Linked DNA regions of Sus scrofa: region 1 is linked to region 2. A link is a contact called in public promoter capture Hi-C data. All regions are on one chromosome and are shown on one strand. The core of a region is the stretch at or near the end of the contact, and the rest is flanking DNA. Distances in the headings are between cores, read along the strand shown. Region 1 holds the start of ZNF140 (zinc finger protein 140). Region 2 holds the start of ZNF10 (zinc finger protein 10).

The links. Promoter capture Hi-C pulls out the DNA fragments that hold promoters and counts their contacts.
Region 1: a contact with region 2 is called in a promoter capture Hi-C map of liver, with 2.6 times the contacts expected there. The contact joins the promoter of ZNF140 here to the promoter of ZNF10 in region 2. A contact is called at or near these places in 1 of 5 promoter capture datasets (liver), 6 of 47 Hi-C or Micro-C datasets (heart right ventricle, liver, skeletal muscle and 1 more) and 2 of 2 datasets of contacts at active chromatin or transcription factors (alveolar macrophages and skeletal muscle).

Annotation. Positions count from the first base shown.
Region 1 is chr14:22,541,497-22,544,196 of Sscrofa11.1, reverse strand. ZNF140 (zinc finger protein 140) reads left to right here and starts at 1,412. Exons shown (of 4, transcript XM_021072894.1): 1 at 1,412-1,682; 2 at 2,022-2,076. The coding sequence starts at 1,431.
Region 2 is chr14:22,501,318-22,504,017 of Sscrofa11.1, reverse strand. It overlaps ZNF10 (zinc finger protein 10), which reads left to right and starts at 1,372. Exons shown (of 5, transcript XM_021072890.1): 1 at 1,372-1,578. ZNF891 (zinc finger protein 891) reads right to left here and starts at 1,280. Exons shown (of 2, transcript XM_021072903.1): 1 at 1,110-1,280.

The DNA of each region.
Region 1 (2,700 bases), core at 163-2,662, 40 kb before region 2:
ACCTGTGGCATATGGAGGTTCCCAGGCTAGGGGTCCAATTGGAGCTATAGCTGCAGGCCTATGCCACAGCCACAGCAACATCAGATCCAAGCTGTGTCCTTGACCTATACCACAGCTCACAGCAACGCCAGATTCTTAACCCACTGAGCGAGGCCAGGGATTGAACCTGCAACCTCATGGTTCCTAGTCGGATTCATTTCCCCTGCGCCACAATGGAACTCCTACACTCTTCTTTTACTTATTTATTCTGTTTAGCTATATGTTTGGCCACGTCCACGCCATGTGGAAGCTTCCAGGTCAGGGATCAAACCCACATCACAGCAGCAACCTGAGCTGCTGCGATGACAGTGCCGGATCTTTAACCCACTGCATCACAAGATAACTCCCTACAATCTTCTTTTAAACTGTTTCTTTGCAAGCAGCTCTTTGCAGGAAACCAACCTCAGCAGGAGGCCCCTTTCCTGGTCACTTTAGCAAAGCTACATTGCAACTAACTTTTAAACCAGGAACCCCCCTGTTCAGCTCCAGCGCTAGCACACCTTTCAAATCTTTTGATCACATAATATCTTGTCTAAAGAATAAGCAGGAATTCCTGCTGTGGCACAATAGGATCTGTGGGGTCTTGGGAGCATCTTGTGAGCGCTGGGACGTAGGTTACATGCCTGGCACAGTGGCTTAGGTCGAAGCTGTGGCTGGGATCTGATTCTTGTCCCTGGGAACTCCAAATGCCTCGGGCGGCCTTTAAAAAAAAGAAAGAGAGAAAGAAAGAAGGAAGGAAGGAAGGAAAGAAGGAAAGAAGGAAGGAAGGAAAGAAAGAAAGAAGGAAGGAAAGAAAGAAAGAAGGAAAGAAAAGAAAGAAAGAAAGAAAGAGCAATTAACAGATGACTAAACAATGCTTCCCTAGCTTCCTCTTCAGTAATCTTGCAACAAACTTTGCGACCAAACTACATCACCGGGTTCACAAGCCAGCAACCTGACAACTCCCCCCGACCCATTAACTGAGATGACTTCATTTTAAAACTTTCATGGCCCAGCAGAATCCTGAGAGGTGGCTTTTGGGGACACTGAATCCATCATTTCTCCGAATTGCCGGCATTCTGAATAAAAGCACCTTTCCCTGACACCAACATTTGTCTCTCCCAAGCATTGATTTTTCGAGCTTCGAGAAGCCGTACCTGATTGGGTAACATCTTGACTCAGTCTCCCCTGACCCGCAGCTCCTAGAATCCAGGATACGGAAGGCAGTAGCCTTCAATGGCATTCCTGGCTCAGGTCCTTTCCTTCAGTTCACCGATACAGTCAGCCATTGCAGCTGTCAGGGATGGGGGGTCCTCAAGGGAGGTATTGGGGCTGCAGTCGGTTCTGGAAGTTGTAGTCTGAGTGGGGAGGACTGCTCTGTAGGAGGCTGCGGCCGCGGTGGGCCCTGGGAAATGCGCCTAACTGAAGCTCGTCCCCGCCCCCCCGCCCCGTGGGCGCGGCGCCTCCTGGGAGTTGTAGTGTGTGTGGGCGAGTTGCCCACGATGCGCGGAGACCGCGGTGGGTCTTGGGAAGCCGAGCCGCGGCAGGCCCTGGCTTGGTTCGCGTCCGTCTCTGAGGCTCCGGAAGGCGCAGTTTGCGGGGCGCCGGCGCGGAGTCACTGCTCGCAGAGCCAAGAGCTGAGCGCCTGGCCTGCGCGGGCCGAGGTAGGGGAAGGGCCCGCCCTGCCACGCCGATCCCCGCCGGGGCCGGGGGCGGGGGCTCCATCCCAAGCTGGGGAAGCGTGGGCCCGCATGGCCTGCAGCGAGGAGGAAACGCCCCGAGGTGCAGCCCCCTTAAAGGCGGTGGCGCGGCGGGCGCGGGTCAGGTCCGGGCTCGGGTCAGGTCCGGGCCCGGAGCCCCTCCGCAGCGGCGAGGGGGTTGTCCCGGGCCCGTGCAGCTGTGTGACAAGGGCGGGGAATGCGGAGCCGCGGCACCCTGGTCCGGGCCCGTTACCTGGCGCGGCCCTTCGGCCCCCGCATTCAGCATCTTTCTCTCCCTGCCAGCCCTGCCGTCCGCATTTTCTGCTTTCCGCGGGCCCTGCCGGGAGCCATGTCTTGGGTAAGCTGGTGTGCCTTTCTGGGGGAGAGAGGCTTGCTTTCTCCTAAAACATTCCTCCCCGACCCCGTGCTCCCCCCACCCTCGCCCCTTTCTCTCTCGTGTACATCCGGGGAGGGAAGAGGGTTCTGGTGGGGTGGGGGCAGGGGGCGCAGGCCCGGCGTGGGCAGGTTTCTGACCTGGCTGTCATGTTCCTCTTCCCCCCGGGTATTAGAAGGTCTCATTCCCTCTGCGTTAATTGGCATTATTTTTATTGTCTACTTCCCGTACCAGTGGTCTCAGTGTGTGAGCCCTGGTACAGCACTGTTAGTATCACCAAATAATTTCTTGGAAATGTATATCCAAGAGCCCCAACCCGGGCTTGTGGACCAGAAACTGGGTGTGCGGTCTGCACATTGACAGCCCCTTCTGGTGGTTTAATGCGCGACGTGTCCTAGGACTTGGGGATCTGCAGGGAGCAAAACAACATCTTTGAACTCACAGAGCTCATTTTTCAGGCATGACGTTTAGTTTCTTTAGCAAGGAACACTAATTATTGCTGTGGTTGAGGCTAAATGCCATGCTGGCAGTTGTGCTTCACAGAGGTGGGGAATAAGGCCAACTAGAGAGTTCAAGGTGTGGCTCAGC
Region 2 (2,700 bases), core at 123-2,622:
GATCTGTGGTATAGGTCACAGACACAGCTTGGATCTGGCATTGCTGTTGCTGTGGTGTAGGCCAGCAGCTGTAGCTCCAATTAGACCCCTTGCCTGGGAACCTCCATATGCTGTGGGTGCCGCCGCAAAAGGCAAAAAAAAAAAAAAAAAAGTAATAAACTAGTTAGACAAGCCGATCTACAGAATTTGAGATTACCAACAGGGCCTAATCAAAAAAAAAAAAAAAAAAAAAGAAAAAAAAGAAAAAAAAATTCAGCACATCTAATGGCCTATCAACAGAAATCTTTGCCTGATCTAGTTAGGAATGAGCTTTCCTAGTGCTGTGGGACAAAACCAGTCATGAAACGCTCCCAAACACTGACTGAATTAATGACCAAAAAGAGGTGCTCTGGACATAGAATGACAGTCTGTCATACTAACAAACAAAGGTCCTGCAGCCAGCATGCCATCAGCCACTGCAGCTGTCCACCCCCAAGGTGCACCCTGGGGGGATTCAGGATGGAGAAACACAGGACACTGGTCCTAGACAGTCAAGATGCAAATAAAAGGAATGATTTCAGTGAACCCAGACTCTTACATCTTACATAGAAAAGGGCTAAATATGTGAAATTTCAGATGTCAGCTTTTCCTTAATTAGTAGAAATCTTTTGATATTTTGACTACTGGGTCTTTGCTGCAAAAACCCCTATATATCCAGGCTCCTCCCTTACCTCTTCTGCCCCTGGGACCAATCTGAGATGCTGTACCCTGGGCTTACGTACTCATAAAGTTTGCGGAATAAAACACAATTCTCAACTTTTAGGTTATGCTTTTTTTTTTAGTTGACCAAGGTTAAGAAAGATTCAAGAAAAGTTCCTGGGCAAGGTAAAAAGTATCGCTGCTCCTCTTGCTCACAGAGTGAGGTCAAACCCCAGCTCCAGCCTCCTTCTTTCCGCGCTCCAGGCAAGGAAGCCAGCCTCCGCCAAGGCCACCCTCTCACCGCCCCCTTCAGGCAGGCGCCCCCCACCTTGGGGGACTCAAGCCCGACTACCGCGCGGGAGCCTAAGCTCTCCTCACCCCTCACCCTTCCACGTTTCCTCTACCTCCACGCGCCTAAGCTATGCGCTCACCTGTCCCCGGGGTACCTGTCTCTCGGGTCGGAACTACCGAGCCGCCGTGGGCAAGTAGGGAGAGCTCCCGGGGAAGGCGGAGGAACCAGGCCCGGATCGTGAGGAGGGGTACAGGCCGCGCACTCGCCGCTGGTGGGGAAAGAACCTGGACGACATCTCCCAGCAGCCCCTGCGCCGCCCGGAGAAGCGAGTCTGCGCCCTGCGTCAAGGCTTGCTCAGCTCGCGGGTCGTGATTGGCAGGGACGCGTGCGCGTGCGTGTGAGCGAGGGCCGGACGCGGCGTGGGACGCGGCGTGGGGAGGGCGTGGGCGCTAGGAGGCCGGGTGGGAGGGCGCAGCGGCCGCCGGTTCTGGACTGCGCGGGGCGTGGAGGCCTAGTCCGGAGCGCGCCGGCTGCGGCCCCTGCCATTGTGACGGCGTCGTCCCCGCCCCGGATCTCCCAGGTGCGGAGCCTCCGGGTGCTGATCGCAGGTACGCACGAAAGGGCCGGTTTCGTGCTCGCTTCTCCGAGACGTTGTACCCCTGTTTGTTAACCTCGTCGTTCTGGGCCGGCGGTCGTTTCACCGGCAAGTGGTTTTTTTTCTCTGACTTTCGCCCCCCCGGCCTGGGTGTACCCTGGTGCCCAGGAGTTCCCGCCGTCGCGTTAGTGGGACAGGACCCTAGTACTGGAATGTGCCGGGAGGTGGTGCGGAATTTGAACCGCTTGTTCTCAGCGATGCAGAATAACGTTCTCATATTCCGGTTTACCTTTTCTTTCCCAATTGGGACTAGATGTTTAAAAATTTGAGTATGCCCTTTCCAGCGGCTGCTGAACGTGATTATGCTCATTTTTGTTAGCGTAGGAACAGGGAATGTCTTATATTCCATCGTGGTCGTACTGGCTTTAAAAAGTACGTATATGTACTACCGGCTTTAACTGGCGGATGTTATAGAAGTTATATGCTGCAAACATTGAAGTAGGTCTACTTTAAATAAACTTGGTGGCCACAAGGGGCGGATCGTTTTCTATTTCTTCGTCTAGTCTAAAAATACTCATTTAAAAAAAATTTTCACTTAATGAAATTACTTTGACATTATTTTCCTCAAAATTTATCAGTTAGTGTTATCAATATTTCCAGTGTTTTAAGATTGAGTGGGTTTGTGTGTACTCTTTAAAAGAAACAAACTGCATCTCCAGCTCCTAGCTTCCTGATCTTCATTTGCTTGTTATTTATTTTTATATCAAGTAGATTAACTGGAGGTGTGTTTGTGTTTAACCCATTTTTGTTTTTCATAGACAGCTCATAATATGTTTTTATTTTCCCTTGACACTGGAGTAGTTAAACCAATCAACTTTGTACGTTAACATCTAGAATAAATGCCAGAAGAGAAGGTTGACATCAAAATTACATGGGTCCTATCGAAAGTATATGAAGAAGGTGAAGAATTTAAATTATACCTACACTGCACATACAGAATATATTGTTAAAGAAAAAAAAGGAAATAGAAGGGAAGATGGGTTATCATCCAATATGCTAGCTAAAAAGCCTCTTTCATGTTAGAGATGTTGGCAAGTTAACCACCTGGGAAATACACAACCCTTTCCTGCCCTTT